Regions from separate parts of the Mustela erminea genome. Here region 1 is linked to region 2. The links are chromatin contacts, called in public Hi-C maps. All regions are on one chromosome and are shown on one strand. The core of a region is the stretch at or near the end of the contact, and the rest is flanking DNA. Distances in the headings are between cores, read along the strand shown.

Region 1 (6,157 bases), core at 1,727-4,226, 140 kb after region 2:
CCTGGTGGGAATCAAGTGCCAAGTCCAAGAGTTGGAGTTCTCTCTGGGGGAGGAGGGAGTGCCAAGGGAGGGCTATGAGCAGGGAAGGGTCAGGGGCAGTGGGGGGCCTGGAGGGAGGCTCACTGAGGTGGGAATGGAGCAGAGTTGGGGCAGGTTGACCTGGGGGTCGGTGCGGGTACCCTTGGTCCCATCCAACAGTTTAATGGGAAGTCTGACGTGCAACACTGGGAACGCAGAAGAACCAATTTGGGGGCAACCCATGTAGTGATGAGTGTGACAACAGAGGGAGCGGGACCAGGGGAGCCAGAGGAGGATGCCCAAAGGAGCCTCCCAGGTTGAGATGGGGGTCAGGGGTTGGAGGCGGTGGGGAGTGTCCCAGACCTGGCGCTGTGTCTCCAGATCTGCCTTGTTCCCAACCAACACGATGGGGAAATCGTCTCGGTCCTTGACACGGAGGATCTGTGTGAAAAGCTTGCCCACCTCGTTGAAACTGCAGATGAAGCCAGAGGCGTGAGCTCTGGCCAGCTGCTGGGCCCCAGCCCGCCCTGCTCCACCACCCTCGACTCCCCTCACCTCTGCCGGTCGTTAATAGCAAACACCAGCAGGAAGCCGTGTCCAGCGCGCATGTACTGCTCCCGCATGGCACCGAACTCCTCCTGGCCTGCTGTGTCCAGGACTGCAGACAGAGGGAGAGGGGCCGCCGTGGGGATGAGGCTCCCGGGAGACCTCAGCCCCACCACCATCCTCCCACCCACTCCCCGCCGCCCTCACTGTCCAGCCGGGCTGGAACACCATCCACAGCGCAGATCTTCGTATAGGAGTCTTCGATGGTTGGGTCATAGTCAGACACAAAGTAGGACTGGGGGGACAGGGAGAAGACATCATTACTGCGGTTCCTGCAGTGCCCCAGGAGAGAGGACTTAACCCTATCACTGGGTTCTGCCTCCCCCGCCCCTTCTTGTTGGATCCCTGTTCCCCTCTCTGTGGGTCTCTGTCCCTTCCTCCCACCCTACCTAGTCTCCTTTTTCTGAGTCTCTCCCAGTCCTCTCTCTCTGTACATCTCCCACATGGTGATTACGTCCTAGCTGTGCAGTATTGATCAAATCACTTCCCCTCTCCGAACCTCAATTTCCTCATTTGGAAAATAAGAATAAAAATAAGACTACACTTAATCCAGCATTTGTGAGATTTGGGGGAAATCCCTGCTAAGCATTTCACGTATGGCTTGGATCTAGTAGGTGCTCAGTTATTGGGAGCTATTATTGCCCAGAATGTCTGCCTGTTTCTATCTTTCCCTCCTCCTCCTCTTCCCTCTTTTTTTTCTCCTTCTTCCTCCTCCATCCTCTCCCCCTCCTTCTCAGGCAGCTTCTAGTGTCTCCTCCCAGGAGAAGGTCCCTGTTCCAATCCAGCTGCCGAGAAGCTGCCCCGCCCGGAGGCTGGGCCCCTCCCTTCCTGCCTGGGTCAGGCCAGCCTCCAGCCAGGCCTTTGGCCAGCTTTGGGGCCTTCTATATAGGCAGGGGCTCCCATGCAGGGCCTGGCTGGGGTCTCTTAAGGAGTCTGAGGCCCAGGACCCTCTGCGGTAGCACCTCAGAAAGGAGACACCTTTCTAAGGTTTCTCTAAGGTGGGAGGGTTTCCCTTGGGAATGGGCTGGAGGTTTCCTGGGCAGTGGTAGATTTTCAGGAAAGAAGGGGTGATCTGGTAGCTGGGGGTCTGACAGCTGCCTCCTGTCTGTTAGGGGAGGGGTGCTTGTTGAGGGCGTGGCCTGCAGGGCGGGTGCAGGGACCACGCCATGGGGGGATTATGAGTGTGTCTTCAGAACACATCTGGAGAAGTCTGGGGTGAGAGCTGGAGTGAGCCCCAAGGTGCAAATACATTTGGGAGGTTTGTACACATCTAGAGAATCTGAGACATCCCCAAATGCATTTACAGAGTCAGAGAAACTCCTAAGAAGTGGGTCTCTCTGGGGGTGTCAAGAATCTGGGGGTTTCTTCAAGGAGGTGATCTGGGGGCTAGCCAAGGTGTCTGAGAGATGCTCAAGGAGTTAGAGTGGAAGAAAACTCAACATGGAGGAGTGGGTGGTTTTCCCTGGGGGAGGGTGGAGGTCTGGGTCTGGTGGGGTGAGGGATCCCCAGAACAGGACGTGCAGTCATAAGAATTCTCTGGAATGGCCCAGGGGCAGGATCTTTTTGAAATCTCTTGGGTCTGACGGTGTCTCTTCTCAGGACCAGATGGTACTGGATGGGCCCCAGGCAAAGTCTGGGCACACTTTCTAGATTCTGGGGGAGCTTAGTATCTAGAGGAGGGTAATCTCCCAGTTAGGCTTTGGGTGGCTCAGACGGGAAGCTGGGACCTGGGATCTGGGGGAGATGGGGCTCAGGGTAGGGGGAAGTGACACCTAGGGGTGGGGGCCTATGGGAGTGCTTAGGGTCTATATGGGGTGACTTTTGGATTTAGGATGCTCCCAGGAGGTGCTCAAGGTCAAGTCAGCAGGGAAGCGGGGTCTTGGGTATTGGGGGGAGGGATGGGGGGGAGTCTCAGGATGCGAGTATAAGTCCCTTGTGTAGAGGGGGGAGGCCCTGGAGCTGGGGGGCTCAGGGTCACCATCTGAGGGGATTTTTTAAGATTAGAAGGTCTCATAGGAGGGTCTCAGTGATGGATCGAGGGGAAATCGGGGTCTCAGGGATCTCCCAAAGGGCTCAGTTCTAGGTCCCGGGGGCACCCCCCCGGGTGAGGGCCCACTACCTGGATGAACTGGATGGTCAGCGCGCTCTTGCCCACGCCGCCGCCGCCCACGACCACCAGCTTGTGTGTCTCGCTGGGTGGGGGGTCCCCGGGTCCCGGCCCCCCGCCCCGGGGCCGCCCCCGCCCCGTCCCGGACGCCGCCCCGCTGCTCATGTCGCCACCGCTGCTGCCGCCGCTGCTACCGCCTTGGGGGGAGCCGGGCGGGGCCTAGGGGCGGGCCCCGCTAATAAGGCTACTGCATAATCATGAGCTCCGGAGAGAAGGACTGGAGTCTCGGGAGGCTTAGGAGGTAAGGCCCGGGAAAAGGAGGAGCTATGCTAATAAGGGAGGGGGAAAGGCTTTCCTTGTGAAGGGGAATTCCGAATGGGGCGGGGATATGCTAACGCGAGGGCTAAGCTCACCCGGAGCAGCGCCACGCGCTCTCTGCGGGCGGGCCGTCTGTGGGCGGGGATATGCTAATACGAGCCCTCACGCTTTCGGCGGACGGGTCGGGAAAATCGTTCGGGGAGGTGCTATGCAAATGAGGATCCCGGAGGCATCGCTTTTCAGGGTACCATCCCCTAGGCCCCGTTTTTAGTAGGCGGGGTTCGTCGACTCGCGCGCGGCCGTATATAGGCGCGCTCGAAGGAAGGAGCGGGTCTTGAAGGGAAGCTCCACCTCCGTCCTGGGATCCTAGCCAAACTTCCGACCCGGGCGTCTAGGCTGGACGCCGGAGTCTCCGCCCGCTAAGGGACCCAGGCTTCCGGTTCCCGGAGTCCCAGCCAAGCGGAAGACAGACTGGGAGGGGAGGTGGGGCCCTGGAGGGGGACAGCGGGGTAACGGGACAGGGAGGGGCCGTGAGATCACTGCATTCCTAATCCCTGAGCCAGCTCGCCCAAACTGGGGTGGCTGGGTCATTGAAGGGCCTAGGGCCAGGCTTTCTGAGTCCTGAAGGAGGAAGATGAGGGCCCAGACTCCGGGGTCTCTCGGGGAGAATGAGACTGGAGTTCTGAATTCCTGGGTCCCGGGGAGTAGGGGATCAGGGAGTCTTTACTACTAGGTTCCGCAAAGGAGAGAGCTGGGGGCGTGGACTCTTGGGTCCAGGGGTTGGTGGGGCCGGGTATTCAGATATCTGGATCTGAGGGAATCCGGATTGGGAACCCGAATACCTGTGTCTGTGTGAAGTGAAGTACGAGTTTGAGACCAGGAGTGGAAGGATGGAGGAAGGATGGGCATGAGGGCCCGACTTCTTGTTGTGAGTGAAGGAGAGATCGAACTCCCCAGTCCCAGGAAGGAAGAAAATGGGAGTCCGAACTCCTGCTGAGTGAGAGGAAATCGGAATTTGGACTTTTCCATCTTAAATAAGGAGGAGGTTGTAGGGTCGGGCTCCTCGGCTCTATATTTAGAGGGGACTTAGGAGACGGGGATATTCTGGGATTCCCCAGCAGGTGGGCGGCGCAACTCCCAGCCAGCACGGCTTTTTTTCTACCATCCACTTTTCGGAACTACAATTCCCTTGCAGCCACCCTGCTCAGGGTTTCACGTCACTTCCTGTTCCGCAGCTCTTTCCGCGCGCGCGCAGGGCACTGTGGGGCCTTGTAGCGGGCTACTGCAACCCCGCCCCCTTCACCTCTCACTTCCTTGCTGTCCCCGCGCGACGAAGGCGACGCGCGGACTACGCCTCCCGGCGTCCGTCGCGCGCGCCCCTGCCTGTGTGCCCCATTGACTTCTGGGAAACTGAGTCCGGAGTCTTCCCACCAGCCTTCACGGCACCGTGCTCGGTACTTGAAGTCCCGGCAAGCTCGGCGGCGTTTTAGCTCCGCCCCTCTCCTCCTTCTGCTCGCGAGCCCCCCCCAGCCCGCCCCGCCCCGCGCCGGGGCCGGAGCCGCAGCCCGAGCGGCGGGGTAAGATGGCGGCGGCAGTCTGGGCCGCGGGGCTCGGGCCTATCGGGGTGGGCGGGGCGGAGTCGGGTCGCTAGTTGTCCTGGGGTCCTCCCCACACGCCGCGGGGCCTGGAGGACTTAGCGGGGAGGCCTCGGGCCCGGTAGCGGCGGCGGAACCTGGTGCCGAGCGGGGGGCCTTCTTAAGGCCCCGGGACGCGTCTGTGGGTTCCGAGGGGCATCTGCGGGGCGTCCCCGTGAGGAGTGGGGACGTCCACCGGGCTGGACCGGGACTGGAGCCTGCTCTCCATCACCTAGCTGGCGTGGGTCATTTCTATAGGCACTGCTGATCGTCTTTATGGGCTGACCAGAGGTTAGGGTCTGTTTATAGGGTTCTGGGGCCATCTTGAGATCTTGAGATATGTCCCAGGGTGAAGGAGGTCTGCAAGAGCTGAGGAGTATCTGCAGAGCCATCTATAGCGCCCGGGGTATGTCTGTTAGGGCTGGGAGTGTCTGCATGAGCTGACTTGAGGATGCGGCTCACCTACATGGGTCTGGGGCCATTTAGCGGGCCTGAGAGAACTGTTGGAGGGCCAGGAAGCCTTTTAGGGCCACCCTGACGGGTGGGGTATGCCCACCAAGGGAGGGAGGCAAATACTGAGGTGTGCTGTGAGGCCTGGATGGGTCTCTAACCTCTGAGGAGTGTCTAATCTGGGTGACAGGAGGCTGGGGGCAGTTAGAAGGACCTGGAACCATCTAGTTGACTTTCAGTGTGACTGCAAGAGTGCAGTCTTTATGCCTGGAGCAAATTCGAATGCCTTTTGAGGCTGTATAATCGCGTGGAGAACAAGACAAAGGAGAGTATTGGAAAATTTGCCCAGCTCAAATGTACTTGCACTTTATAATGTAATTCAAATGAAAAAATGTTTTTAAATTCTGCATTGCCCTGGAGCTATAGAGATTAGAATTAGTCCACATTTGTGTGGGGAAGTCTGTAGGATCACCTAGATTCATTTAGTGCAATGCTTTTCAAACTCTTTTGACCTTGATCTACAGTAAGAAGTACATTTTTTGTTGAGACCCATTGCATATTCCCCTATGTGTTGAATACCAAAGTTCCATTAATTCATATTTCCACTTAACGCCCTGCAATGTACTGTAAAGATTTTTCTCCTGCGTTCAATTTATTTTTTTTGTAACAATCTATTCGTGAACCACTATACTTCTATCATACTGTAGTTGGGGAAACACTGACCTATAGGGACTTAACAATGTCTGCAAAATGTGTTTTCATGTTGAAAAGATCTAAAGAGCCCTGGGTGTGTCTGCAAAGCCCAGGGCACGGCCACATGGGCAAGGAATCATCTTCATACGCTGCAGAGGGCTTGGAGATCTGTGTGTCTATACTCAGCAGGTCTCAATTAGGCTTCTGTTATGTGACAGTCACTGTTCAGCGTAGCAGGTGCTTCCCCCAGAGGTGCTGGAGAGCAGCTCCAGGGCTGGGAACTGTCCACAGGGGTTTATAGGCAGGACATGTTAGTGGGAGTTAGGGAAGG
Region 2 (6,688 bases), core at 3,099-5,598:
GACCTTTCTCTGGTTCTGGTCAAGCGTGCACTCACCAGTCGGGGGAGGTCAATTTCAGCCAAGAGGAGGTCAGGGGCTTCCAGCCAAAGGCTCAGGTGTGGCTTCTCCGGGCTGGGGAAGAACAAAACCCCAAACTGAGGAGCACCTACCAGGTCCTCGCCAGGGCTCATCCTTTCCTTTCTCCCGCCTCTGAGCCCTACTGCCTCAGGGAGCCTTCTGGGTGGGAGTGCTGCTTCTCCCCTCTCTGGGTTCCCAGAGCCCCCAGGACACTGCTTCCTATGGGGAGGGAGAGACGTGACAGAGAGAACCCATCGAAGGCCCACCCTTCCTCGGGTCTCAGGGAGTCAGGGGTGTACGGGTTTCCCAGCTCCTGGATCCGAGGACGCTGCTGGGAGCGGATATTTTGCTGGGAGATGGAGCCCAGGAAAGGCCGATTCTTCAGCATGCGCCACTCTGCGGGTAGGAAGCTCGGGGTCAAAGGTGGTAAGGTTGGGATTCCCATTGCTTCCTTAGGAGTCCTGACAGCAAGAGCCTCAGGGGAAAGGCTCCGCCCCTCGGAGGAAGCCGGGGGTCCGGCCACACCCCCAAGCTTGGCTTTAGGAAATAGGCCCACTTTAGCCCGACTCTACCCAACCTGTTTTGCAATCTGTCGCCTAGAGATGCAACTGGCTCCACCCCTTGGCTATCCAGACTCCGCCCCTCATCTGGTTTCTTGATACGACCCGCCCCTGCCCCGCCCCCAACCTCGGGAATCCCCGCCTTCTCCTTGTAATCAACAGCCTAGGGACCTAGGAAATCCCTGCCCACACTAGCTCCACCATTCCCAAGGGCTGTCCCCAAGCTGCTGCCCCCCATCTAGTCCCCGCTGGCCCAGGCCCCGCCCCTCACCTGGATTCAGTTGCAGACCGTATTTGTCCTCAAGGCCCTCCCTGGCGATGGTGACTACAAGCTCTCGCAAGAAATCGCTGTTCTAGGAGTAAGAGAGGGAGACTGCGGAAGGGCTCCGGGTGGAGGGAGAGGCCCCGGCCCAGGCCTCACCCGCAGCCCCGCCCCCAACCTGCATCCTCCGGTAGAAGTCGCTGTTGACGGCTACGTCGTAGGCGGTACAACCCTGGCCTTCTGTGGGGACAAGGCAAAACCAATAAAGGCCAGCAGCCGCAAGAACCAGAGAGACCCGGAGACAATTAGAAAGTAATGGCTCAAGACTCGCACCACCCTCGTCTCTTCCCCTCGTGTCTTTTCCCACCACATCCCAGCGTTGACCTTGCCCCTTCCCTGCACACAGCCCTTACAAAGCCCCCCAGCCCCAAGACGAAGGTACGTGTCCTTCCGCGTGGCACTGGAGACCCTGTATGGTCTGCTCCTCCCACCTGGAGAGAAGCTCACTTCTCTGTTGGGGACCTGGTCCGTTTAAATTTCTTCCAGTCTCTCCCGATGACTGACCGAACCAATCAATCCAATTCAATCACTCTCCAGCTTCTGGACTCCTCTCTCCCCTCTGCCTAGAACCCTCTTCTCTGTCTTGGCCCGATGAACTCCTCCAGTTCCTTGACATCTTAGATCTGACACCTCCTCCTCCAAGAAGGTTTCGCCCCACCCCCCAACCCCCCCTACACCTGCCAGAGCAGCACAAATCATACCATATTGCAATCGCATCTGTCCCCACCACCGTCGCCTAAGACTAGGAGTGTCTCAAGGGCAAGTTCTGGGTTATCAGTCCCTCCTCCCCAGGGCACTGCCCAAAACGTGGTCCAGGAGGCTTCAGGGGAACATATGTGATTTGAAAGACAAGCATATAGAGAAAGAAACTCAACAGAGACAGGTGAGACAAGGCTGAGAGATAGAGACACGGGGAGAAGGGTGAGGAAGGAAACAGGAACAAGATGTGAGAGCTGGTCTGGCCAGCTAATGAGGACACCTGCCCAGCTCCCTCACCATGGGGTAGGGCAGGGAGAAGGGCCAGCCTAGCCAGGCGGGCAGGACCAGGACCACCCCGTGTAGCAGGTAGTGGAGGCCCAGGAGGCTAGGCATATATCACAGAGAAAAGGATAAGGACAGGAGAGCCAGATTTTTGGGTCCTAAGGGAGGAGGGTCCCAAGCCCTGGATCTTGGAAAGAAAGGACCTAGGGAGCTAGATCCCTGGGTCCTCCAAGAGCACTGACTTGCATCCAGTTCGGCATGAGGCTCTCCCAGACTCATGGGGATGCGAAATCCAGCTTGGTCTTCCTCCAGCATTTGAAGCAGCTCATCCTCTGTCATGTCGGCCGGAGGAGGGATGGAAGGGGAGTGACAGATGTTGATGAACACCTTCCCTTCGGAGGAGTTGGTCTTTATGCAGAAACCTGGTGGAAGTAGGTTTGTCCTGAGGTGTGTGCCTCTGCATACATCTGGGTTTCCATTCATTCCCTCCTCAGTCTCTGTTGATCTGTCCCCTCTTTGTCCCCTTCTCTTGATCAGTCCTCTGCTTTCTGAATCTGCTCCCCGCCCCACCCATGGAATCTGTAACTCTCTATCTTTACTTATTATTTGAGGGAACACAAGCAGGGGGAGTGGGAGAGGGAGAAGCAGGCTTCCCACTGAGCAGGGAGCCCGATGCGGGGCCCGCTCACAGGACCCCGGAACCATGACCCTAGCCAAAGACAGGTGCCTAACAACTGAGCCACCCAGGCGCCTCCTCTGTAACTCTCTATCTTTGAGTCTCTCTCCCCCTAGTCATGCCTGTCCTCCTCTTCTCTTTAGATCTTAGTCCCTTCCCTGCTCTCTCTGGATCTCTGTCACAACCCCCGCCAAGGCCTGTGTACTCCCATTATTGTGCCTCTCTCCTGCCTCCTATCTCTGTGTCCCATACCCCTAGCCCCTGTCCACTCTCTTTGCAACTCTATCCCCCTCTCTCTGGGTTTCTGCCTTTCTCACCAGGTTGTGGTTGGATCTGTGTAGATTCTGGTCTGTTTGTCTGGGCCTGCTGGAGCTCCTTGGAGGCCTGTGTGAAGGAAAACAACCACCTTCATGCTGGCGTCTGGGCCTCAGACCCTCCTTTGTTCTTCAAAGGTTTGTCGAGAAATTTTATGCATATGAGGTGTACACAGAATAGGACATAATATGTCCCGCTCCTCCTTTGAGGACCGCTAAGAACAACCCCAACCCCACTTGCATTTCTTCCAGAGCCTAGAAAACTTGGGAGTTAAGCAACTACAATTCCATGTAGTGCGTTCTGGGAATGTAGTCCCATCCCTGAGCACGCTTGGGTGTGCACATACACGTGTGCGTGAACACGCGCGTACACACACACACACAAATCCCCCGAATACCCAGGGACCATGGAGTCGGTCAGTCCTCACCTGCAGCAGCAGCTTCTCGAAACGCAAGGTCTCAGAGCCCATCTTCTCTGCCTCGCTTAGCTCCGGCACCAGCAGCTTCGAGTCCGCCATGGCCCTGAAGAAGAGACCTAGGCGTCCTCAGCAACACCGACGTGCGCGGGGCGAGGGGCGGGGAGGGACCCTGGCCAGGATCAGAACTCCGTGGCCTGCTGCCCGACACCCACTATTCTGTATGAAATCTAAGAATCTGGGCTTGAGACAATTCCACTCATGCCAGACACGGCTGTCCAATCTGCTGGAGACAACAGTTCTAGATGCTCTCTAAGTCCTGTGTGCCGAACGTGTATACGACAGCCACACTCCCAGCCTCTGTAACCAAGAACTTCAGCCGACCACGCTTCCGTCCCCCTCAAACGCTCAGACACCAATCCGGGAACCCCACTACGTTCCGGCCAATCATAGTCTAAGGCTGGAGCCACGCCTCTCACTTCAACCAATCAAAACTTTAAACCCTGAACCTAATTTCCGAATGCTACACTTCCTGGGTCGATTAAAGCGGTAACTCTCCTCTTTCCCGGCTACATCTGGCCAAGCTTCTGGGTCCAGACCGGCACACTCAAAACCTTAATTTAAACGTCCATCCTAAAAGACTCCCTTCTGACCTCTAAACTATCGCTTCGTCCCAGAGCTCGAGTCGATTCTCTAGTAAATTTACTTCGGACTAAAAGCTGAACTCCTTGCCCTCAGTATGAACAGGGTGGAAAGGAGATACACAAATACAGCCACGCTTCTAAATCTGGAGCCTTCCTATTTGCAAGACACACACATTTTTGTCCTGTCCCCGTCCCCAACCCCGCCTCGCTCTGAGGATTGCGCATGCTCCAAACCACCTTGCCAGCTGGAGCGTGTGGGCGGGGCCACTGGGTCTAAGGCGGGGTTACGCTCTATCTCCCGTAGTCCCGCCCCCTGGACTAGAGGGGGCGGTGCCGCCCTTCGACCTCAAGGTTCCTCTGGGTAGAGCACCCGGCACTCCTTGGTGGAAATCGGCCCGGGAGGGTGATGGCTGCTACGCGTGCAAGGCCCAGCGCCCGAGAGATCTTCGCCACGCTGGAGTACGGACCCGTGCCTGAGAGCCACGCATGCGCACTGGTGAGGGCCTGCCGTTCGTTGTTGCCCATCCCCCTCCCCAGGCCTCCAGGTCTTGTTTGGCGCGCGGACTCCCGTGATCCACCGCGGCAGGTCCGCCCTTCTCGGTTCCCGTGACTCTGGCTACTCCTTAGGACCCACCCTTGAAGGGCATTCCCTTGAGCCTTTGCGGCTGCTGCCTCTTAACCCTTGAGTCTTTTCTCTTGTTTTGGAGGCCGTCTCTTACTTCCGCTCTGCGGCAGTGTTTCCCTGATGCGTCAGAGCCCCCAAAGGGCCTCCTGTGATTCTTCAGACTCCCCTTCCCGGACCTCCGTTGAATCCCAGGGACTCGGAATTCCTGTAGGGCACCCCTGATCTTCCAAGGACCCCCAGAATCTCCATGGACTTCCCGTGATTCCTCAGAACATCCTGTGGCTTGCGTGGCTCTCTGAGCCCCACCCCGCCGAACTCCTGTGGGTCCCCCGTAATTTCTCAGGGCCCGCATCAATCATTGCGGAGCTCCTAGGATCCTGGGAACCCCAGGATAGCTCAGAACTTAACTGTAATCTCTTACAGCCTTTCAGAATACCCTCATGGGGCTCCCATGATTCTAAAGCGTCCCTTCAAGTCGTCCTGGGATCCCTCGGGGTCCCCCAGAACCTCTTGTGGTTCCTGTGGGTGCCTCGCATATTCTATAATTACCCAGGCTCCTCAGAACTCCTCCCATGGGGCTCTCCTCATCCCACAGGGTCTCTAGCACCCAGGAATGCGAAGCTTAGGCTGAGACAGTGGTCCAAGTGGAAGATGAGGCCAGAGCCTGGAGCGGGTTGTGGAAGTGGATAGATAGATAGGAGGGGATGAGGCAGAGATATAGGAGGACCAGTGTCAGGAGTTGAGAGGGCAAGGCAGTGTCTGGGGTTTGGCTGTCTTTGTTGTCGTGTCTCCCCCACCCCTCACCACCACCACTAGTGGTGAACCCAGGAGGACTGGGGCTTCGGGGATAGGCCTGAGCTTGGTTATCACATGGTGAGAGTGTGAGGGACCCTGGACAGCCTTGGCCTTGTGAAGGCATCAAATGCTACTTGGGCCCAAGCCTTCAGGTCTGGAGACAGGGACCTGGGAGTCATCAATGTGGAAAGATAGTTGAACTGAGGGAGTGAGGATCTGGATCAGAGGACAGAGCATTCCCACACTTGGAGCTTGGCTAGAGATGGAATATACTGAAATAGCAATAATAGCTAATAGTAATCATAGGAATAATAGTAATCATAGCTTATATTCACTGGGAGCTCTCTGTGCCAGCCTCTGTGCTCAGTGCGATCTAATTTAATCCCCAGAACAGCTGTGAGAGGGGATTATTGTCATTATTTTAGCCATAGCACAGGGAGGCATAGCACAGGGAGGCATAAAGGGTATGTAATTTGCCCACTGTTAACACAGTTTAAAAGAGGCGAAGCTGAGATTTGAACCTAAGCCCTAGGATTCCACAGCCCATGGTTCCCCCACCGCCTCCCAAGCAAAAGTCTCAACCTTCCAATGTGTGAGCCAGACTCAACCAACAAACTGTTTTCTTTGGCCTGCATTTTATTTTTGAAAATGTGAATTAGTGGTCAACTCATTCCCTGTAAACATCCAGGAGGAGTCCAGCTTCTTTTGAAAATAAAAACCCCAAATTTGGCAATGTTTGGCTCACATTCCCTGACAAAAATCATCTGGATTCAATAGTGACTGTCTCTTTAGACAAGTTATGAGTTCCCAATCTCCACCAGCCCCTCTTCTCACACTAACATGACTTCCCAGGGCCCTGTGGACATTCTTTTATGGTTTTGTTTTTCTTGGGTGGGGGGTGGTGGTTGGTGGGGTGGGGTGGAGATTGCAAACTTCCACAGAATACTTAATACTGCTACTTACCTATCCCTCAGCTTCAGGAATTGCCAGACATGTGGTCCAGTGTTGCATTCTTTTGTTTTCTCTTTTTTCTGGAACGATTTAAATCCCCGATGTCCTGTTAGCTTCCAAGAAATATTTGAATTCTCATTTCTAACAGATAAAGACTAGTTTTGTAACATAATCACCTAGCCATTTTAATTTATTTTTTTTTTAAGAGAGAGAGCAAGAGTGCTCCAGCAAGCGTGCAAGCAGGGGGAGGGGCAGGAGAATCTTAAGCAGTCTCCACGCCCAGCACAGAGTCCAAGAAGGGGCTCAATCTCACAACCCTGGGCCAAAATCAAGAGTCAGACACTTCA

The links. Hi-C and Micro-C count contacts between places; a contact is called where the count stands out from the background.
Region 1: a contact with region 2 is called in a Hi-C map of spleen, with 3 times the contacts expected there. The contact joins the promoter of RRAS here to the promoter of ALDH16A1 in region 2. A contact is called at or near these places in 2 of 3 Hi-C or Micro-C datasets (skeletal muscle and spleen).

What each region holds. Positions count from the first base shown.
Region 1 is chr19:5,350,590-5,356,746 of mMusErm1.Pri, forward strand. RRAS (ras-related protein R-Ras) reads right to left here and starts at 2,977. Exons shown (of 6, transcript XM_032325504.1): 1 at 2,744-2,977; 2 at 772-859; 3 at 574-676; 4 at 382-490. The coding sequence starts at 2,896. SCAF1 (splicing factor, arginine/serine-rich 19) reads left to right here and starts at 4,368. Exons shown (of 11, transcript XM_032325489.1): 1 at 4,368-4,626.
Region 2 is chr19:5,212,482-5,219,169 of mMusErm1.Pri, forward strand. ALDH16A1 (aldehyde dehydrogenase family 16 member A1) reads left to right here and starts at 4,349. Exons shown (of 17, transcript XM_032323237.1): 1 at 4,349-4,466. The coding sequence starts at 4,377. PIH1D1 (PIH1 domain-containing protein 1) reads right to left here and starts at 4,428. Exons shown (of 10, transcript XM_032323247.1): 1 at 4,316-4,428; 2 at 3,339-3,432; 3 at 2,914-2,980; 4 at 2,163-2,342; 5 at 1,058-1,119; 6 at 889-970; 7 at 324-453; 8 at 36-111. The coding sequence starts at 3,428.